Regions from separate parts of the Zea mays genome. Here all the other regions are linked to region 1. Evidence: chromatin contacts called from public Hi-C data. All regions are on one chromosome and are shown on one strand. Each heading gives the region's core, a stretch centred on a gene start, on an enhancer-like site or on the middle of the called end of the contact. The rest is flanking DNA. Distances are from core to core; before and after follow the strand shown.

What was found. A called contact is a pair of places that touch in the nucleus more often than the background predicts.
Region 2: a Hi-C map of leaf shows a contact between it and region 1, with 6 times the contacts expected there. The contact joins the promoter of LOC103626687 here to the promoter of LOC103626686 in region 1. A contact is called at or near these places in 6 of 25 Hi-C or Micro-C datasets (bundle sheath, ear, leaf and 1 more).
Region 3: a Hi-C map of ear shows a contact between it and region 1, with 3 times the contacts expected there. The contact joins the promoter of LOC100284053 here to the promoter of LOC103626686 in region 1. A contact is called at or near these places in 4 of 25 Hi-C or Micro-C datasets (ear, leaf and tassel).

The regions. Positions count from the first base shown.
Region 1 is chr5:90,316,079-90,320,767 of Zm-B73-REFERENCE-NAM-5.0, forward strand. LOC103626686 (calcium-transporting ATPase 5, plasma membrane-type) reads right to left here and starts at 2,634. Exons shown (of 35, transcript XM_020538441.3): 1 at 2,419-2,634.
Region 2 is chr5:90,615,373-90,620,420 of Zm-B73-REFERENCE-NAM-5.0, forward strand. LOC103626687 (OSJNBa0041A02.21-like protein) reads left to right here and starts at 3,035. Exons shown (of 2, transcript XM_008647083.4): 1 at 3,035-3,429; 2 at 4,279-4,764. The coding sequence starts at 3,333. The coding sequence ends at 4,481.
Region 3 is chr5:90,673,872-90,678,709 of Zm-B73-REFERENCE-NAM-5.0, forward strand. It overlaps LOC100284053, which reads left to right and starts at 3,455. Exons shown (of 2, transcript NM_001156951.1): 1 at 3,455-3,887. The coding sequence starts at 3,576.

The DNA.
Region 1 (4,689 bases), core at 1,384-3,883:
AAAAAGAATATTTCATCTTAGTCAGTAGTCACCGAAATGTTATACTATATTCAACGATTCTCCACGGTCACAACTACTCTATATATAACATATACCAACTATCATATATTATATCATATTTTTACCTCACTTTCCTATCTCCTATGCATATGCAACTGCATCGGTCCCATACTGGACCCACATCTGTCTTAGTTAGCGTAGGTGAGAGAGTGCGCTGGATTTGGGGTCGATGGAGTCGGAGAGAGAGAGAGAGAGTAGAGTAGGGTGTAAGGTAAATCAGTGCAGCCTCTACTTTACGGTAAAATTTTAGGGGAGCTTTTTCAGCTCCCCACTACAGACAGCCTTAGCTCGAATCATCATGTTGATTGGGGTACAGTTATGGACCAAACCTCATCAGCGGGTCTGAATTGAATCAGGCCTGATCTATCCTGCCCAACAAGGCAACAACCCTCAAAATGATCCCAAACAAAAATCCATCAAAACCATGTTCATGTCCCCAATCTCTATCTCTACTACCGTAATATAGTAGTTTCTCCCTTTGTACGTCGTTCGCCTCTCCCATGTGCACATGCGAAAAATAATTTCTCCTCATGCAACTGCGAAAATCCAAAAAATACGCTACCACTAGGGTTTAAACACAAGTCACAAGGAACAAACTACCGTCTCCTAACCACTGCACCACTTTGTTGGTTTGTGTTATATAAAAGATATGTACTATAAATATACACATTAATAATTTAAAATAAAAATCGTGTTGGACCGGGACAACATTACAGGCCGATAAGACAACCCAAGCATAGCACGAACCCACTTTAAATCATATTGAACCAGACTGTGGCACTATTAAATGAGTTGTGTCTTATGCTAGCCCGCGAGGCATAGCTTATTTGGTCATCTGTCCAATACCTCCTCCCTCATTGTTCCTGATCTTGCGAGCATAAAAAAGCGAGATAAAAAACTTCATCTTGTCTAACCCCACGCCTCATACTTCGTCATTCGCACTCAACTAGTCTATGAGTTTGTATCGTGTTTGAATAACTATCTCATTTTAAAATGTCTGCCGATATGATATATAGAAACCATAGCGATGCATGCGCAACTAACTAGTAGAGTAATATTATTGGTGATTATCAATATTAGTCACCAATACATCAACCCTAATAATGCTTACATGTGGGAACCTACATGTTGGTACCTTTTTCAACCCGTCTTCTCCATTTTTCTAGCCTTCTGCAACCTTCTCATCTACGACAGCCTCCTTCCTGGCCTCGTCACATCCACGTCGGCCCTAGCCCTAGCCTTGGGCACTGATTAGGTGGTTTTGGCCCCACGACGTGCCATGCCATCTTTGACTGTAGAGACCAGTCGATCACATCCTCGTGCCATTTGTCATGGTCTTTGATGAAGGAGGCCTCGAGAAGCACCCTCCACGCGTGTTTTTGCTCTTGCGATATTGAAGAGGAGGATGTTGGTGGTGTCCTTGCTCGTCAACGACTTCTGTTCTAAAACCATGTGACGAAACTGACGTCGCTTTCGAGATGTGCTCGTCGAAGTTGATGTGAACTAAACCTTACATAGGCAAGAAGTCGTAGTCGTTGTATGACCCGCTCTATTTAGTAGATATAACTCTCCATTTAATTGGGGAGAAGGGCATTTTTGGGGGAATAAAGAGGCTATTAGGGATCTGCTATAGTAAGAAAATAGTCATATGTCGCTTAATATAATAATTTTAGGGGGTTATGGAGTCTTAGATCGTCTCTAGTGGTATCCTCTATATTCGTCCATAATAATTTTTTAAAAAAGATTAAGTCCTTCATTTCTTGTTTATCTTTAATAATATTATCTATATCTTATCCATGAAAGACCTAAATTAAAGACGTATTTTTGCTTTAGATTTTTATAATTATGTATCTGTCGTACCCTAAAATATTTAAATATATTTTAGTTTTGTTTAATCTGTTATCTAAAATATAAAAATATATAGAATAGAGAAGATAATCTCTCTATATAACATAAAAGAGTGTCCACCATATTCAGACGACGTTTTAGAGAGTACAGTATTGTGGAATTCAGACTTACCGGAGCTGCTCGAGATGCTCTCAGTAGTCAGTCCTTGAGTATTTTGTCTACTTTTACTGTGAAACAGTCTGAACTCTGAAAGGCCAAGCTGACCCCAGTACTAGCCGGGTCGCTTTGTGATTGGATCTGCGGCGTCAGCTATGGATGCCTAATCCTCTAGGTCAAGCAAGAATCCCTGGTGCATAAAAGTGAACTACAGAGCGAAAGCAGAACTACTGAAAAGAAAAGCTAAGAAACGAATCAACCCTGGCCGGGTCACCGTCGTCGCTACGACGCTACCGGCGCCGACGCTGCTACTGGGTCTCGGCCACAGGCCGGGGAAGGAACACTTTTACATACCTCGCGGCGGCGACGGCGGCCGGATGGATCGAGAAGAAACGGCCCGATGCTAGCTGCTCTTCTCGCTCGTCGGAGTAGCACGCTAGTTTGCACGGGACGACGGCCGGACGTACAGCAGCTATAGTTTTATAGGCTCTGTGTTGTACTTATGCCGAGGAAGCTTTAGCTTGTTTTGCCTGAAGCCCTCTCGTGTGGATTTTTGGTTCGTGTGTGAGTGCTACTGGTCTCGCGTTGCTGTGGTTTTTATCCGGTTGGGGCTTTGATTAGATCTATTGTCGAACATTAATCAGTCATACCTTTTCATTTATATAAGACACCGTTTGTTTCGTTGGAATTGAATTCTATTTTAATAATTATAATTTAGACAAAACTAATTAAGTTTATATATTTATATATGTAATATATTTATATATTATTCTAAATCATACTAGAGATAGTGTTATATATTATATTTATGTTATAGCGAATCAAGTAGAAGAGTGTGTTATAAGTTGTGCATAGGAAAAACAACATGTAAATCTATAGAATCAATTTTCATCTCTCATCCCATAAATTTGAGATAAACTTATATGATAATTTTGGAAAGTGGTGGAATGTCAAATTCCAAAAAATAGTCTATTTCATTAGTAAGATTTTAATTCCTCAAAATGAAAGGAAACAAACAGGAGATAAGAGATTTGTATCCATTATAAGTCGATTCCATACAAATTCTGTTCATGCGTGTACCGTCCGATTATAGGACCGAACCGTGGACATGACATAAACTGTGCTCAACACAAATCAACTGAACGCGGATTTGGGTTTTTGATGGTGCTACATGAATATATGTCGATCTTACTACTGTGCGTGTCATGATGCTACAGCACCGGCGCACACATGCAACGGCATTCGTCTGCTTTACAGCCATTGGATTCCGATATGACATGCAGTGCAGGAATTCTGGAACTATGGAAGTTTCAAGTGAGTTGCCCGTTGTACTGGAACTTTGGTGCCTGTCGTTGCATGATGCACGCATGCATGGTCAGCATCGGTAACGAAGGTGTATGATAGGCTGATGGCTGTATACATGTTCAAACGGACAACACGGTAAGAACGAACTAGCTAGTCGTGTACGTGTTGTGCTGTTTGTCGTATTTAATATAAGGTCCTTTTAGAACTTATAGAGCTAATAATTACTCCCTCAATTTCCTATATTAAAGTCACGATTGTATATGCTAAGTTAAATGTTTTCAACTATAATCATTAATAAACAATATTCATAAATATTGACTTAATAAAAATGAAACTATTAAATTTATATTAAAACTGTTGGCGTGTCCAGTACAGCTGGTCAATATAGATCAGATTGGGTTTAACCCAACTATCGTCTCTTTAATCGGGCTCTTGATCGGGAGGGCCCACACTAACCTCGGTTGGAGCCCCCAGACATACGACGCTATAAATATAGGACTAAGTGATCGTAGGAAAAACTAACTCTAGTACCTCACCCCAAAACCCTAGTCTCTAGAGACCCCATCGCCTAGGCGTCGGAGTGACTGGAAACACTACAACCCACAACAGCTCAGATTTGATGCATGCTGGTTCTCGGCAGGGCAACGATATGAAGACGGCAACTGCGACAACTCTCTAACAACAACAAGAAAGGTGTGTTTCCCTATTCCTCTCAGTAGATCAGATCTACTCGTCATCGAGGTTTTCCTTTCAGTCACGGATTGGTATTCTAGGGACTTAGAAGTCGATCCTAAGCACCATAGAATCTAACAATGGTATCAGAGCCATTCTAAGACCCCTAGATCTCTTAATCCGCATCGGTTTTATGAGATCACAGAAAGGTCTCTGATCAATGTGATTTAACTCATTTTTAATCATGTTCATCACCCGAGAACAGACAGATTAGAACTAGAAAGAATAGATAGAGAGAATTTTAGATCTCTCAGGTTAGGGTTTAACCTAACCCTAAATCTAGGGTTTTGACCACTAGAATAGACACGAGGTCTCGGCCATGAACCCGTGATTCATTCACGGTCTAGGGTTAGGGTTTGAATACCTAAACCCAATTCAAAAAAATCAAGTCAGAGATCGTACTCAAGGACTTTGGATCTATGAATTCGTAGCCAAGAAATAAATAAAAAAGGGAAACCCCATCAAGGTTAGGGTTTAGAAACCCTAGTTGGATCTTCCCATCAAGAGAACCGGTCGGTTCATGTGCACAGAGACACTTCTCGAGCACTCGTGTGCACAAAGATAGCACACATGCATTCGGGTTGGCAG
Region 2 (5,048 bases), core at 1,785-4,284, 300 kb after region 1:
CATCAGAGGGAGGCATCAAGCCCTTGGACCCTATCAAACGGGACCGGGTCTGGCAAATCACCTGCAGGTACTTTTGGAGCGCGCCTCTGGGCCACTAGCCGACCCTTATCGAACGGGGCACGGGCGTCCACTCGGATCACCCGTCAGTAACTCATTGGAGACACCATGTTTGGCGCCCTGCGAGGGCAACATGGCGCTTTCCCCCCTCCTCCTTGCGGAAAGGCGACGAAGGGGCATATGAAAAAAACTGAGTTAGTCCTTGATCGTCCTCTCGCCCTGTGCGGAGGCTCGAGGGCTGCTCTCGCAAACCCGGCTCCGGCCAAACCATTGACAGCGTCAACATACCAGCCCGAGAACTCGGAACCTGACTATGCACCTGGGCAACGACCAGTTCGCATGAGGGAACACCAGACCGGCCGAGGCATCACGAAAGGCACTAAGACCTCGAAGGAGTCAAACCACTCCTCCGAGGCCTCGGGGGCTACACCCGGCGGGTGCGCTCGCGCACACCCACCGGAACAAAATGTAACCGAGAAAGGCCGGTCCCCTTGCAGAAAGTGCGACAAAGCCTCCAAGCGAGTACCAACACTCCCTTTGAGGCTCGGGGGCTACTGTCGGGGACCATAATTAGGGGTGCCCCCAAGGCTCCTAAACTCGGCTGGTAACCACCATCAGCACAAAGCTGCAAAGGCCTGATGGGCGCAATTCAGGTCAAGGCTCCGTCCACTCAAGGGACACGATCTCGCCTCGCCCGAGCCCAGCCTCGGGCAGGAACAGTAGACCAAGGCAGATTCACGCCTCGCCCGAGAGCATCCTCAAGTAACGGGCGCACCTTCGACTCGCCCAAGGCCCAGCTCGGGCAGGCTTCACAGTGAAGCAACCTTGGCCAGATCGTCGCGCCAACCGACCGCATCGCAGGAGCATTCAATGCAAGGATCGCCTGACACCTTATCCTGACGCGTGCTCCTCAGTCGACAAGGCCGAAGTGACCGCAGTCACTTCGCCCCTCCACTGACTGACCTGACAGGAAAACAGCGCCGCCTGCACTGCTTCGACTGCTGTGCCACCCGCCAGGGTGAGGCTGACAGCCGCCGAGTCCAACCTCAGGCGCCATAGGAAGCTCCGCCTCGCCCGACCCCAGGGCTCGGACTCCACCTCGACCTCAGAAGACGGTCTCCGCCTCGCCCGACCCTAGGGCTCGGACTCCACCTCGACCTCGGAAGATGGTCTCCGCCTCACCCGACCCCAGGCCTCGGACTCCACCTCGACCTCGAAAGACGGTCTCCGCCTCGCCCGACCCCAGGGCTCGGACTCAACCTCGACCTCGGAGGAGTCACCGCCTCGCCCGACCTCGGGCTCGGACCGACCACACCGCAAGGGGTACATCATTACCCTACCCCTAGCTAGCTCAGGATACGGGGAACAAGACCGGCGTCCCATCTGGCTCGCCCCGGTAAACAAGTAATGATGGCACCCCGCGTGCTCCATGACGATGGCAGTTCTCAGCCCCCTACGGAAGCAAGGAGACGTCAACAAGGATCCGACAGCCCCGACAGCTGTACTTCTACAGGGTTTGAGCACTCCTCCGACGGCCACGACATCACATGAACAGGGCAGCAACACCTCTCTGACAGCCACGTCGGCATGTACATAGGGCTCTGGCTCCTCTCTGCTAGACACGATAGCACATTGCTACACCCCCCATTGTACACCTGGGCCCTCTCCTTACATCTATAAAAGGAAGGTCCAGGGCCCTCGTACGGGAAGGTGGCCGCGCAGGAGAACGGGCTGACGGACAGTCTCTCTCTCTCCCTCGCGAATGCTTGTAACCCCCTACTGCAAGCGCATCCGCCCTGGGCGCAGGACAACACGAGTCGCGGTTTCCCCTTATTGTTCCCCCTTGTGTTCCGTCTCACGCCGACCCATCTGGGCTGGGACACGCAACGACAATTTACTCGTCAGTCCAGGGACCCCCCGGGGTCGAAACGCCGACAAAAAGCTATCTAAAAAGCTGAGCGTTTAGCAGTCCGCAGTAGCTTTTGGTGGACAGAAGCTGCCAGAAGCCGAAACAAACAAGGTCGTTGTCTCATACTCTCATCTGAACATCGCGTTCCTTGGGGGTGGAAGGTGACAACAAGCTGTCTCACTACAGCAGCACGGAAGGCACCTCGGCCGATGGCTACTGTAGCCGGTCCTCCAGTTTTGACTACCGCTGGTATCTCTGAACTAATAGAGCTAATGTTTATGTACAACAGGCGATTGGTATATGCTTGGTGAAATGATTGTTCAAATCAGATGGCGGGAAGTGGTCAACTCCTGATTTAGAGGCTGTTGAATGCACTGAAGCTAATAGTTAGATGACATATTTGTCACTATGTCAATGTTGCTTTGCCAATTTGGTTATCTCGCTATGTATGATGTGAATCATAGTAAATTAACCTCAAATGCATTTAATTAGCATAATAGAACTACCGGCTTTAATTATGATGTCCCTAAGATCGTTGATATGAAATTTTGAATGTTGACATCTAAGATGTTGCTGCTACATTTGTAGACTAAACTATTCTGCTACTACGAACCTGTCACTTTTATATATCCACGTATTTTGTTGTTTCTATTTTATTTAAAGCACGTTCTTTTAAATATGTAAATACATCGACAGATGACTCCCGCGCTAGACACGAGCAATTCACTAGTATTTATTATAAGATCATATGAGTGAATAATGAACTAATTAGATTTTACAGATTTATCTTACCGTTTAGTCCTACCTATATATAATTAGTTTTGTAATTAAACTATATTTAATACTATATTTAATGGATCAGCCGTCAGCGAGCCAGCGTGGCAGAGCAGTTTGACCGCGAGAGAGAGTTTGGTGTAGCCATACCTATTAATTTTTTTAAAAAAAATATTTTTAAAAAAAGTAAAAGTAAAGAAATCGCTACCGGCTGGTACACAAGTACAGTACAGAGAAGCGCGTGCGTGCCGTCAGCCGTGCGTGCGCGCGTATTTTGCGCGAAACGTAAAGGCGTCAGCGGCATTGATTAGGGAGCCGTGCGATCCTGTGATCCAGGATCTATTATATATAAAAATACACTTATATATAAACTCCACAATCCGATGCCCCCATAACATTGGCTGATTGGCATTAGCAGTCGGTGAGAAACAGGCAAGCAGCGCGAGAGGGCACGGCGGTGGTGGTTCTTGCGACAACATCAGGTCAGCCGTCGTTCGAAGCCACGGCGAGGCTAGGAGGCCGTGCCCGGCGGCCAGCGGAGCCGCCGCGCGGACCAGGCGGCGGGGCGCCCAGGGTCGCCGGGACACGCGCCATGGCGTGGTGGCGCGCGCGGGTCGTCGCGCCAGCGCGCCACGCCTGGCTCGCCGTCGTCGTCGCCGCGCGCGTGCGCGGCCGCAAGCGCCGCACTGGTAAGTAGCCTTTTTTTTTTCCCGCTCGCGCTCGGCCAACCCCTCCTCCGCTAGTTCTCGGCTGGCTCAGTTGGCTCGACGGACGGTGGCGCTTCTTGCTGGACGCGCATTCCTCGGCCGATCTGAGCTGATCCAACGGGCAAAGGCCAAAGGAGCAGGAGCGGCTCGTGATTCAGTTGTTTCGGCGCCTTGTGTAGTTATTTCCGTTCCCAATACTAGTATTTCGCTGAAGATTGTTCTGAATGTGACTGTCTTGGAGCACGGCGATTTCCAATGTTGCATAAACTCCCAGTACATGGTGTGATCTAGCTAGCTACCGTCTCAGCATCTTGATTCTCACAAGAATCTGATGAGCACCAAACAATGCAGCAGGAGTGGCCATGTAGGCTGATTTGGTGATAGGATCACGAAAAAGAAAAATCAAGATGACGGTGTCGACTTCATCTTATCATACTTTGAACTCAAACCAAACACACTATAAACCAACCTTCAGAGTATAGGAAACAGTGGCGGACACTACTACGCCACCTTGTACTCCTAGACACTTTGCTTTCAACGGGTTGTTTGGAGGACATACAACTCGGTCAGCTTTTGCCTTGGAGACCTGGTTTAGCCAATTGGTTTATACTGCCATATGGCATTCCCTCTCTCTTTTTTTAATCTTTTTATTTTTGTCAAAATCTGTCTACACTAGCATAAAACAGGGCATTTGGCATTCTCCTATACTGTCGTCGATCGGTAGGATCATTTTTCATTTTAAAAAAATCTTTCTTCCTGCACTAATGTCTTGCGAAACTGCGCCATACATTCGCGAATACTTGTCATCATGTTGGTTGCAATGCAATCCAGAGCGCGCAGGAATCGTGGACCTCCACAAGGACGTGCAGACCTGCGGGTACCACGACGTTCAGGTGATGTGGGGCATGCTGGGCCTGGAGGCCGGCGCGCCCAGCGCTCCGGAGCGCCGGAAGCGGTCGCCGTTCTGGACCTGGACGCCGTCGTTCTGGCACTTCGCTTCGTCGCGCCGCACCGGCACGGCCGCCGCGCGGTGAGCGCGCGGCACCGACGCACCGCCGTGCGGTAGAAGATGACTAGGCAGTGTCTGTTCGTGTCGGTGAAAAGCTGAAAGCTCCACTGCGGGGGCCTCTGGGGTGGGGACTGGGGCATACTATCAGTTTGACTAGGAAACGGTGCTGGTGTGGTGTGTACTACAATCTCCTTTGTGCTCGGTGCACTTCTACTGCACATTGTCACTGTAGAGAGAGCGAGAGAGGGAAAAAACAATGTACATAAAAAAAACCAGCTCTAATTCCCCATGTTTATTTGCTTTGTGTTCCTGCTGTTCTGTGGCACGATGACTGATCGATGCACAGGCATGGCGACATGCCAGCAATGTGCACCATTCTTTTCAGAACTGGACCTGACCTGTGGTGGCCTGACTTGTACGAAGTTTGATGTGAGGGCAAAGCTCCGTGCCAACAGTTTGCGAGTGACCTAGCCTTTCGGCAACAAAACGTGATGCTTGGGTAACAGCAGCGAACATGATTGGGAAGTGTCATTTCGAAATAAATCAATCGTACCATCTTAGGATTTAGGTTTGCCACGTGCTCCTTATGATA
Region 3 (4,838 bases), core at 2,205-4,704, 360 kb after region 1:
GCGCGGCGATCTGGCCAAGGTTGCTTCACTGCGAAGCCTACCCGAGCTGGGCCTCGGACGAGTCGAAGGTGCGCCCGTTACTTGAGGATGCCCTCGGTTGAGGCGTGAATCTGCCTTGGTCTACTGTTCCTGCCCGAGGCTGGGCTCGGGCAAGGCGAGATCGTGTCCCTTGAGTGGACGGAGCCTTGACCTGAATTGCGCCCATCAGGCCTTTGCAGCTTTGTGCTGATGGTGGTTACCAGCCGAGCTTAGGAGTCTTGGGGGTACCCCTAATTATGGTCCCCGACACGCACTGTCCGCACACTGTTCACGCACTGTTCACCTTTTGCAGACGACCGTTGGCGCAGTAGCTGTTGCTCCACATGGCACACCGGACAGTCCGGTGGCACACCGGACAGCCCGGTGAATTATAGCGGAGTGGCTCTCCAAAAACCCGAAGCTGAGCAGTTCAGAGTAGATCTCCCTGGTGCACCAGACACTGTCCGGTGGCACACCGGACAGTCCGGTGCGCCAGACCAAGGCAGCCTTCGGTTGGTTTTGCTCCTTTCTTTTTGAACCCTATCTTGGACTTTTTATTGGTTTGTGTTGAACCTTTGGCACCTGTAGAACTTATAATCTAGAGAAAACTAGTTAGTCCAATTATTTGTGTTGGGCAATTCAACCACCAAAATCATTTAGAAAAATGTTTGACCCTATTTCCCTTTCACTCACATAATGTATTCTAATGCTGTTGGGAATCTCATGTTATGCTATGATCTATACAAGACCCGATTTGGCTCATGCTATTAGTGTGGTTAGCAGATTTATGCACAATCCTGGTAAAGAACATTGGAATGTAGTAAAGTGGATTCTTCTCTACTTGAAAGGTACTTCTCATTTTGGATTATTGTTTGACAAGAATCCAGTGAAGGAAATTGGTGTTATGGGATTTGTTGAGGGATTTCTTGATTCTGACTTTGTTGGTGATCTTGATAAGTGACGCTCCATATCTGGCTATGTATTTTCATTATGCGGTTCTGCAGTGAGTTAGAGGGCTTCACTTCAGCCTGTTACTGCTCTTTCCACTACTGAAGCAGAATATGTCTCAGCTACTAAAGGGGTTAAAGAAGCTATTTGGATGCAATATCTTATTTCTGAACTTGGTGTTCCTTAGGATGTCATTAAGGTTTATTGTGATAGTCATAGTGCTATTTGTCTGACCAAGAATGACATGTATCAATTCAAGACCAAGCATATTGATACCAAGTACCACTTCATTCACCAGGGTCTTGAGGCTGTTGTATGTCTCGGTTGGCTCCTCTCCCCTTTTCATGGCAAATCTCTCAAGTTCACCTTCCACCAATTCCATTTTGGTGATCATCATGACATCGTTTCCCTCATGAGAAATCTTGAGGGTGTCCTAAATTTGTTTGGCATTGTCCAAGCCCCTGACCTTGTTATATTCATCCCTGCATAGAGATGCCACCAAAACAGTAGTAGCTTGTGAATTTTTATGAATTTGTTCGTTAAATAATACAGGATTATCACTACTGTCAAATTGCATTCCATTTTCCATAATTTCCCAAATACTAGGATGGAGAGAAAATAAATGACTATGCATTTTATGGATCCTAAAGTAATAGTCTTCTCCATCAAAGTGAGAGGGTTTACCGAGTAGAATAGATAATAAATGAGCATTCGGATTATACGAGATGCGAGAATAATCAAAAGAATAGATTTGATTAACCGTTTTCTTTTTCGTGGATGAGATGTCGTCGTCATCCCTTGGTGAAGAAGATGAGGCATCACTATCGCAGTAGATGATCTTCTTGATATGCCTCTTCTTCTTCTCATCCTTCATCCTGTTGTTTGAGCCTAAGTCGGTGGGCTTGTTACCTTTTGGCTCACCAATGTAGAGGGCCTCCTTCTCCTTTTCCTTGTCATTGATCACGATCTCCTTTCCCTTAGGATCCATCTCTTCGGGCGGTTAGTCCCTTGATGAAGAGAACAGTTCTGATACCAATTGAGAGCACCTAGAGGGGGATGAATAGGTGATCCTATAAAAATAGCTCAACAAAACAAAACTTGGGCTAATATTGGATTAGTGAATGCTAAAGCCAAGTTCGAATGAGGAGTAAGAGCGGAGAACACTTCTTCACTTTAATTGCTCTTCACAAGGTGAGTATTAAACTTAGAGCAATTATGCAAGTGAAATGAGTGGATATAGAGAAAGAATCGCACAGGAGAAAAGACACTTGACATAACTATTTTTATCCCATGGTTCGGTCAAGTAATACTTGCCTACTCCACGTTGTGGCGTCCTAATGGATGAGGGTTGCACTCAACCCCTTTTAAGTGATCCAAAGATCAACTTGAATACAACGATTCTATTTATCTCAACAATATCCTGTTTGTGAGGAATCTCCACACTTTGGAGTCTCTCACGCCTTACACAAATGATCTCAAGTAAACACAAGAGTAAGGGGGAATAACAACACACACAAGAGCGAGAGTTGCAGCAACAACACGCACGCAAGACAAGAACGAGCACACGGAGTTACAGCTCAGAAAAGTACTCAAATCTCTAACACGATGAACCAAATGCGTGTATGCGTAGTCTCGACGTCTTAGAATGTTCAATGAGTGTGTACTGCTCCATGCGCCTAGGGGTTCCTTTTATAGCCCCAAGGTAGCTAGGAGCTGTTGGAGCTCTATTTGGAAGGCCATTGTTGCCTTCTGTCCGTGGGGTCCGGTGCACCATCGGACAGTGAACAGTGTGCGATTTCCTTCCTTTTCTGGCGAAGCCGGCCGTTGTAGCCACCAGTCCCCGTAGCACACCGGATAGTCCGGTGCGACCTGGTGACCGTTGGTAATGTCCACGTGTCGCCCGCTGACCGCGCGATTGACCGTTAGAGTGGGCGCGGCTGACACACCGGACAGTCCGATGCACACCGGATAGTTCGGTGGATTATAACCGTAGCTCCTCTAACTTTTTCCGAGAGCAACCAGTTCGCCGCGCACGCAGCTTGGGCACCAAACAGTCCGGTGTACCGCAGGCTCCATGACTAGGTTGTTTTTTAGAGTTTTCAGAGCAACAAAAGAGGTACTCCAAAAAATTATATTGCAGCTCCAAAAACTCCATAAAATTACAACTCTGGAGTTAGAGTGATTGTCATGCTCTGGATAGCTCCCCATTAGAGTTTTACTCTGGACACATGTCAAACACCCCCTAAATCTAGCCGAACAGAAGATCCATTGCAAGAAAAGGTCGCTTCAACCATGCTTGATTTATATCTACAAACTCACGAATTAGTCTTCAGGAGTACGGAATCCGCGCAAATTCGTGCGAGATCGAGGAAATTAAATCATTGAACAAAACTGGGCCGTGCGAGCAACGTATTTGGGCTGGCCCGGTGGAGGCCCGGTGCGAACAACCAATGCCTGAAAGCTGAATATCCCTGATCCCGAAGCCCTAGCCGCCATCTCTCTCTCTCTCTCTCTCTTCATCGCCGCAGTGCGCGCTCCTACAACCCATCGCTCACCACCACCTGCTCCTCCAGCGGCGGCGTCCAGGGTGAACCCGAATCCCCAACACCATGGCGGGGGGCAAGATCCAGAAGAAGCGCCACGGCGCGGCGGGAGGCGCCCGGCTGCAGGGCGGTATCCCGTTCGAGAAGTCCAAGGGGCAGCACATCCTGCGGAACCCGGCGCTGGTGGACTCCATCGTCGCCAAGGCCGGTCTCAAGCCCACCGACACCGTCCTGGAGATCGGGCCGGGCACAGGAAACCTCACCAAGCGCCTCCTCGAGGCTGGTGTCAAGGCCGTCGTCGCCGTCGAGCTCGACCCGCGCATGGTGCTCGAGCTCAACCGGCGGTTCCAGGGGCACCCGCTCTCCTCGCGCCTCAAGGTACCATCCTCTCCCAGAACCTAGTTACCTGGTTGTAGAATAAATTAATTGATTCCCTGAAGTTCGCTCTTCGATTGTTGTTTGCAAGTTTTTTCAAGATTTTTTTTTGTTTTCGATTTTGGTTAACTTGATGTCTTGTCGACTGCAAATGGAGCTCATTTGTAATGAGCTGAATGGTGTGGTGGAGCTGGAAAACTCAGGTTTAGAATCTTTATGTTTGAAGGAGTTGATTAATGGGACTTTCCTCTCCCCCGTTGTGATTCCTGTTATTGGTAGCACTGTTGTTGAACAGGCCATAATTTTAGGATCTTTGTTTGCTGGTACTGATGGTGAAGAGGCTGTAACTTTAGGACCTTAATTTGCGGTATACTACGTGAAGACATTTGGTTCACTGTCAACTACTTCTGAAGTGTTGTACATGTAACTTACAATGCATCATAGATAGCCTTCATGAGCTAAACTGGTGAACTAGTAAAACGTTCAGGATATTGACTTTAGTGCCTCATTTTTGGAGTTTTTAGGAGCTGATGAATGAGTAATTATGTCAGGATGTTCTATCCAGTGTACCATTGGCATTTGTGGTACATGTACATGAAGAGCGAGTGAGTTAGGTTTGTCAGAAATGAGTTCACCTTTTCATGAAGATGCCCTGATGTGCTTATTGTTGGCGATTTTTTAATTGGTGCTACTCATGCACGAGAAAGCAAATTGAATTGGGGTAAATCAAATCCTGTAATGAACTATCTATGGTGTATCTTGTCAGCTTTCGGTTAGGCACACCTATGTGAGAATTAATGATTTGCAGACAGTTAATTTTATGAATAATTCATTGGGGATAAGGAAATCAATTTTAAGTGCTATGGAAATGAAAACTAGCCTGATACAATGAAGTTTAAGATGGTCAAAGTAGATGGCAGTAGTGTAAATCCTTTGTTAGAACCAACTGGATTG